2 separate regions of the Sus scrofa genome follow, and region 2 is linked to region 1. The links are chromatin contacts, called in public HiChIP or PLAC-seq maps. All regions are on one chromosome and are shown on one strand. The core of a region is the stretch at or near the end of the contact, and the rest is flanking DNA. Distances in the headings are between cores, read along the strand shown.

Region 1 (3,593 bases), core at 316-2,815:
AGAACAATGTGAAGGACATGCTCTGAGTTATATTTCTTAGAAGTATAAATGTACCCAGCTACCATACATAAGAGACAGGTAATACGTTTGCCTCTAGGGAGAATCAAGAGACTACAGGTCAGATTGCCATGTATGAAGTCTCATTTACTTCTCAGAGCTGAATGAGGTAGGTCCTAATTTACTATTCTCATTCTGCATGAGGAAAGAGCTAAGTAACTTGTCCAAGTCACACAGCTCATCAGTAGTTGTAGCTGGAATCCAAACCCAGTCTTCAATACCCTATTTCCTTAAAAAGTTGACAGGAATCATTCTATGTTAAAAATAGGTTTTTTCAGGACTTTGAAATGAGAATTAAATAATTTATATTACTACTTTATATTACCGACTTGTTAAAATTATGATCAAGAGGCATATTCCTTTCTTTTCATATAAGTAGTATCCCAACATAGAGCCTACAATTAAGACAACTGTAGTGTACTTATTTAAATTAAGATAGCTGTAGTGTAAGTACTTATTTAAGGTATGATATTGGCCTCAAATTTCCTGTTTCCCTAGCCTACTAACACATTTTAAACATTCTCCACACCTACCCTCTTCTTTATGTGCCCACTCCTTTCCCAGTCACAGGAGAATTTTCTGAATTCTCACAGCCCCTCTCTTTCCATTCATCATTTCTGCTCTAGACTACCTGCCTCCACTGTAAATCCCTACACTTCCACCGTCCTTCCATTTACAATCCTATAAACCCTAGAGGATTATGAACTCTTAGGGTGTGGAAACTCTTCCCTCTCCCTCCAGAGTTTAGCAAAAGGCTTCAGCAACAGTACAATATAAACTTTTCAAATAACCAACAGTTAATAAGTGGCGCCTTCACCCCACCCCCACCTTTTTTGATACTGAAGACCTCACCTTAAAAACCCGCAGCCTCCCCCTTCCCACAGAATCTGCTATGATGTGGGCCAACCGAAAATTTCCCTCAGCAGTTCTCTAATCTTGACAATCAGACACCTAACATGATGGTCCACTCGGAGGGCTCCCTAAAGGTGGAGGCAAGGCTCAACTCTGTCTCCCACCCACCAGGTACAACTCTGTGAGGCCGTTTTACTGCCCAAGGGAATGGATGCGAAACACCAAAGCACAGTTAGGCTGATCTAATTTAAGGTAAATAATTAAAAGCCCCGGTATCTCAGTCAAGAAGGTGCCTTCACACGCTCCACATATCAAAAGAATACCCCTTCCCCTCATCGCAAAGTCACAGTTTGTGAAAATGTGAGCTACCGCTACTACAGCCGCCCATCTGCATCGGCCGGGGAACAGGGAGCAGCTACCAGGGGATGTAAAAGGGAGTTTCAAATTCCCCTCCTAGGAGAGAAAGGGATTTGGTGATAACCAAACGCCCTTTCAGCATCCACTCCCCAGTAGGCACCGAGGCCCGGCTTAGCGAGAATGGGAGACGACACAAAGAGACAAAAGCAAGCCAATTCTCAGCATTCTGGCCCGGGACCTCCCCTTCTCGCGGCCCAGCTTCACTCACCCGGAAGTGCTGGTCCCGGTACTGGCTCAGTTCGACGTAGGAGTCGCTGCGCAGCGCCTTCAGCAGGCCACCCGACATAGTGCAGAGTCCTAGCCGACGACGCTTCCACCCCAAGAATAATTCGGCCACCGCGGCGGTGGCGGAACCGGAAACGCACTAAAGGCGGCTGCCGAAAGTGAAGGTCCCGCGACCCAATCCCAGCGCGGCAGTGTCGTCATTCCGCGGCGCCGACGCAAACGTGGTTCCTTGTCTGACGTCGCCGATCAGAAGCAAGAGCGGCGTGTTCCGGGTTCCGAGTCGCTCCGAGGATGGTTCTACGGCGGCTGCTGGCGGCCCTGCTGCACAGCCCTCAGCTGGTGGAGCGTCTCTCCGAATCGCGGCCTATCCGGCGTGCGGCGCAGCTCACCGCCTTCGCACTGCTGCAGGCCCAGCTGCGTGGCCAGGACGCGGCCCGACGCATTCGCGCCCTCGCGGCTGGGCCCGCGGGTTCCCTGGGTCGCCGCGCTGCGCGCTTCAAAGACACCTTCACTCAGGAGCTACGCCGCGGCCTCCGGGAGCGCCCGCGGCCACCACCAGGTAGTCAGAAGGGCCCAGGAGCAAACCCCTAAACCCACGCTGTGCCGGGCCGAGGTGGCCTGTTAGACTTTCTGAGCTCCACACTGGCCTTGGCGCTAAGGAGTCATCCTGGACACCATGCACAGCTCCGAATCCTAAGACCGTCCGCTTCCTCAGGTCCCACTCATCAAAGGGCCCAGGCCAAACCGACAGCCCTGGTGAAGCCCTCTGTTTGGATAGGACACAGTGTATGAAGAAAGCACTGGAAGCCTGACAGAAAGCAAGACAGACACTGCCCTGATGTACCACGGGCAGAGAGCCATGGACCAGAGTACAGCGGGAAAGACAATCTGCCCTCAGCGAAGAGGACGAAAACGTAAAACGATACTGCTGCCTCCTCACTGCTCTAGCAGGGCACCACTCCCAGGGGAGATCCTGGATGGAAGACAGTCCTGCAGTTGCCAAACTCCTCTGATTAAATATGTGAGCTGAGTAATGGGTATTATTACCGGACAAGGTTCTTTTGCCCCACGCTGCAAGCCAAACGCTGAGATGCAGAGGTTTGCAAAAACGGGGTTTAATTCCAAGGTAGCCAAGGGAGGAGGGGGAGAGCTAACCTCAGATCCATCTTCCCCAAAGCAAGGGGCCTGGGATAAAGAAGAGGCGTGGCCTGGGGAATGTAGGGGAAAGGCAGTTGGCCAAAGGTGTGGTAATTGTAGTCCTTCATAAGTGTAGCTAAGCTGCCAGTGTCTACATGTTGAAAAATGGAGGCTCTTAGCACCAAGTGAGGGTAGAGTTTTCCCACTCTCTTGATGTCAGAAGGTCAGGAGCATGTCTACTTGGTCGTATCCAGCCTTAACCAGCTCAGCTTTAACTAGACATAGCCGACTACAAGCTCCTGGAAAAAAAAACTCTGTCAAACATCTTGTTCAGGTAGGCTTCTGCTACGTGAAGGAGATGCAAGTCTTAAAACGACCTTGAGTTCCCATTGTGGTGCAGCAGAAACGAAATCTGCCTAGGAACCATGAGGTTGCATGGTTCCCTGGCCTCACTCAGTGGGTTAAGGATCTGGTGTTGGTATGAGTTGTGGTGTAGGTTGTAGACATGGCTCAGATCCTGCTGTGGCTGTGGTGTAGGCCAGCAGCTGTAGCTCCAATTCGACCCCTAGCCTGAGAACCTCCATGTGCCACAGGTGTGGCCCTAAAAAGCAAAAAAAAAAAAAAAAAAAAAAACTCGATTAGTGAAGGCAGGTGAAATGGATTTGACTCATTACCCATGGTTTCAGAATGAGTGTGGTACTTCTCTGGCAAAGTGGATTAGGATTCTTGGGGACCATGGGCCCAGGTAATACTTGTTAACACATATTGAGTACATAATCTGTACTGGCACTTGCTAATTGCATTCTCTGTGAGTTATCCCACCCCTTAACAGCCACTTTAACATGAGGAATTGCAGGCTCCTTAAGTTGTACACAGAAGAGACTTATGAATACAGCCCAAGACCC
Region 2 (3,525 bases), core at 204-2,703, 330 kb before region 1:
ATATTTCAGTTGAATCAAGATAAAAGTGGATAAAAATGGAACTATTTCAAATAAGTGTCATAGAAAGATGATCAGGGACCTAAATTGATTTAGTGGTGTGTATTCCAGAACGCGCCTTCCTGCTGAGAATTCATCAGTATTAGTATCATTCATTTGAAATGTCAGTATTGCAAACCTCCCTGGGGACCAAATGGCAGGGATGGAAATGTTCTCTAGCCCTAGTGACTGCTGTCTCTTTGAGGTACCCATGAGCCATCTCAGTAATAATGCATTTTGAGTCTGGTACTAGCCATAAATACACTGGCTTATGATGTGTGGAAGTGAATTTTCTCACTGTTTTGAAATGGCAGTAAGTGCCTGTCTCCAGAGGTCTGTCCCTTAGACAGTGCCTCAAGGATAATTCATCTGCATGTCTCCCCACACTCTGGCAAATAATGTGGCTGGTCACATTCTTGGAATTCAAAGAGAAACGCTGGGGTTGTCTTCTGCAATTTTTCCCTCCCACCTCGGCTTAACTTTTCCCCTGGGCGTTTCTGTTCTAAGAACATTCCCTGTGACAGAGAAAACAGAAGCAAAATACAAACTGAGTTCTGCTTTCTCTTTGTCACCCACCAACATGACAACTTTGACCACAAAAAAATGTATCCCCTTTTTGCTTTGAATATGACTTTATGAAGCCCTTTACAGGCCTCAATTCATGTGAGGCTTTCACTTTCTCAAAAGCAAATTAGACATCTGTTCCACCTCTTAGTGTCCGTCAGTGGTTCTGCTCCATCCCCATCCATCTTTGGCTCACTTTTTCTTACCATCAAATAAACAAACACATATGTAACTATGATTTCTTTGAGTCCCTTCCGCTTTTTTACAGACTTGAGATTTCACAGGTAAAGCAAATGTTCTTAAGAAGAAAACCAGATTCTTGAGCATCTCTCTAAAGTCTCAAGCCATGTTTTTTGTTTTGTTTTGTTTTGTTTTTTAACGGTGAAAATCTGGAGAACACATCTAACAGTGTCCTGCCGTGTCTCTTACGATCGAAAACTTTGAAAAGACACAGTTGCTCTCTCCCAAGGCTCCTGTCACTTCCACTCTGCCACCCAATTCCTCCTTTTGGCCAAATTTAGGTTCAGAGTGGCAGTTCCCCTTATTACTTCCTCTCCTCTCTGGAAGACGAAATTGCCCACCAGCAATAATACTCGTTAAGCTCTATTGAGCCCTTGCTGTGTGAAAGGCGCCTTTCCCGTGAGGAGGCTGAGGCCCAGAGAAGCTAAGTATCTTGCTCAAGTTCGTCCTCCTGGCAGGTGGTGCAGCATGAACACCGGTGCCAGAGTCTGACGCCAGAGCCCATGTTCTGTCTCGGGTTACAAGAGCTTGCTTCCCGGTCTGGTTTGAGCTGCGTAGACCTCCAGCCGGCCGGGCCTGAGGAAGATCTCCCGTCAGCATCTCCCCTCCTCCCCGGCGCCTTTGTGACGCGGAGAGGCTGTGGTCCATTTCCTGCATCTGGTTGTGGGAGCTGTCTGTGGTAATTCCCACCGCAACATCCTTTCTGGATTTCTCCTCTCCTTCCACCCTCAGCTTTCAATCCTTGTGACCTGCAACCCAACACCCTCTTGGCTGTTGGGTTCCTTGGTTTACCCTCCTAAGGTTCCTTGGTTACCTCCCAGTATCTCTTCATCCGCTCCGCTCACAAGTAACACGGAGAGGCTTTTCTTAAACCCCTGCCCCCGCCACGGGCCATTTCGCATTCATTGCAGACTTGGCTGGGAGAAAGGGGATGGCGGCACACCTCTGGGGGCCGCTTGAGACTGGTGATGGGTTTCCAAGCAGAATGACTCTTTCCTCTGGATCCTCCTCTAAACAGTTCTGCTCTTTTTATTTTTTCTAAAGTTGGATCCGTTTGGGGAATTCCGTGCCTTTTGGGTTTTTTAAGTCTTTTTTTTTTTTCAATTAAATTTCTTTTTCTTTTTTTTGGCGGGGGGGGGCCTTTGTTTGTCTTTTCAGCGCCGCACCAACAGCTTATGGAGGTTCCCAGGCTAGGGGTCTAATCGGAGCTGTAGCTGCCGGCCTACGCCACAGCCACAGCCATGCCAGACCTGAGCCACGTCTGCGATCTACACCACAGCTCACGGCAACACCGGATCCTTAACCCATTGAGTGAGGCCAGGGATTGAACCCACAACCCACAATCCTGGTTCCTAGTTGGATTTGTTTCTGCTGTGCCACGACAGACACTCCTTTTTTTTTTTCAATTAAATTTCTGCCCAAGTCTGCTTTCCTTCCCACAATCACTGAGAGTACATCTGACGAGTAATTGTAAAAAAATGATAACCACCGTGAAAACAACTAACAAATCACTGAGCTCTTAATGTACATCATCAGGCCCTGTTCTAAGGGCTTATAGTATTAACTTATTTAGTTTGCTCAGAATAATTCTACAAAGGAGGTGCTATTATTCTTTTTTCTTGTTTTTGGCTGCCCTGTGGCATATGGAGTTCCTGGGCCAGGAATCAGATCCAAGCTGAAGTTGCGACCTATGTTGCAGCTGCAGCAAGGCCGGATCCTTAAGCCATTGTGCTGGGAGGGGATTCAACCTGGGTGCTGGCGCTGCAGAGACACAGCTAATTCCATTGAGCCACAGCAGGAAATCCAAGTAGGTATTATTAATATCAGCATTTTACAAATAGGCAAACAGGCATGGAGAGGCCACACAACTAACTGAGCAGCTCATTTCTACTGATAATCATCCAATTCGTGTCTAACATAGAACAAAGCCTATATAAATCTGTTTCTTTTACAAACTTTCTGTTAATTATTTTCCGCCAATCCGTAAGATTGAAGAAATCCTAAAATGGAAAAAGTAACATGTCAGGGGTTCTCTGGTGGCCTAGCAGATTAAGGCTCTGGCATTGTCACTGCTGTGGCTCAGGTCACTGATGTGGCATGGGTTCAATCCATGGCCCAGGAATTCCCACATGCCATGGCTGTGACAAAAAAGAAAAAAATTAAAAAGAACCTAAAATAAATGTTGCATCTGTCATTTTTCAAAAAAAAAAGAAAAATTATCATTTCACTGAAACAGTCTTAAATTCCAAATTGAATCCATAAACCACTATACACTTAGAAAGTATTATTTTCTTGTAAATAATTCCAATTATCATATTCATTAAATTTGTATAGAATTATAATTTCAGAATAGTTTAGACAGTAATTATAATCCAAAATACAAATGTCTATCACATATTTATCATAAGTAAATTCTCTCAATTCTTCTAGTTTGATTTGATATTATTTCACCTATACAATGCATTGCTTATTAATGTTTTCACCAACATTTTGACATGTTTCAAATATTTCAGTTCTTACTATACTATTACCAAGTTTTGGGCTAACATTTAACTCCTGTTCTTTTATGCGTTTCCAAGTCTAACTACTCCTAAAGTAGACTTACCAAAAACCTCACCTCAGAATATCAGACACTACTTTCTCTAAATTCACTTCTCTCATTTCACTTGAGTGAAATCCTTCTAG

Evidence for each region. HiChIP or PLAC-seq counts read pairs in DNA pulled down with a chosen protein or histone mark.
Region 2: an H3K27ac HiChIP or PLAC-seq map of alveolar macrophages shows a contact between it and region 1. The contact joins two enhancer-like sites. A contact is called at or near these places in 1 of 47 Hi-C or Micro-C datasets (embryonic fibroblasts) and 1 of 2 datasets of contacts at active chromatin or transcription factors (alveolar macrophages).

Annotation. Positions count from the first base shown.
Region 1 is chr13:133,181,098-133,184,690 of Sscrofa11.1, reverse strand. It overlaps PIGZ (GPI mannosyltransferase 4), which reads right to left. Exons shown (of 7, transcript XM_021070121.1): 4 at 1,535-3,593. NCBP2 (nuclear cap-binding protein subunit 2) reads right to left here. Exons shown (of 5, transcript XM_003358764.5): 2 at 1,535-3,593. The coding sequence starts at 1,612. Among named protein-coding and RNA genes, the nearest start is that of NCBP2, 5.7 kb to the right of the region's middle. Within about 2 kb of position 1,565, at least 67 of the 83 cell types and tissues checked have an H3K27ac peak or open chromatin away from gene starts, as enhancers often do. A contact at or near this core is called in alveolar macrophages, where this site is marked.
Region 2 is chr13:133,507,704-133,511,228 of Sscrofa11.1, reverse strand. No RefSeq gene overlaps it. Among named protein-coding and RNA genes, the nearest start is that of NRROS, 13 kb to the right of the region's middle. Within about 2 kb of position 1,453, at least 23 of the 83 cell types and tissues checked have an H3K27ac peak or open chromatin away from gene starts, as enhancers often do. A contact at or near this core is called in alveolar macrophages, where this site is marked.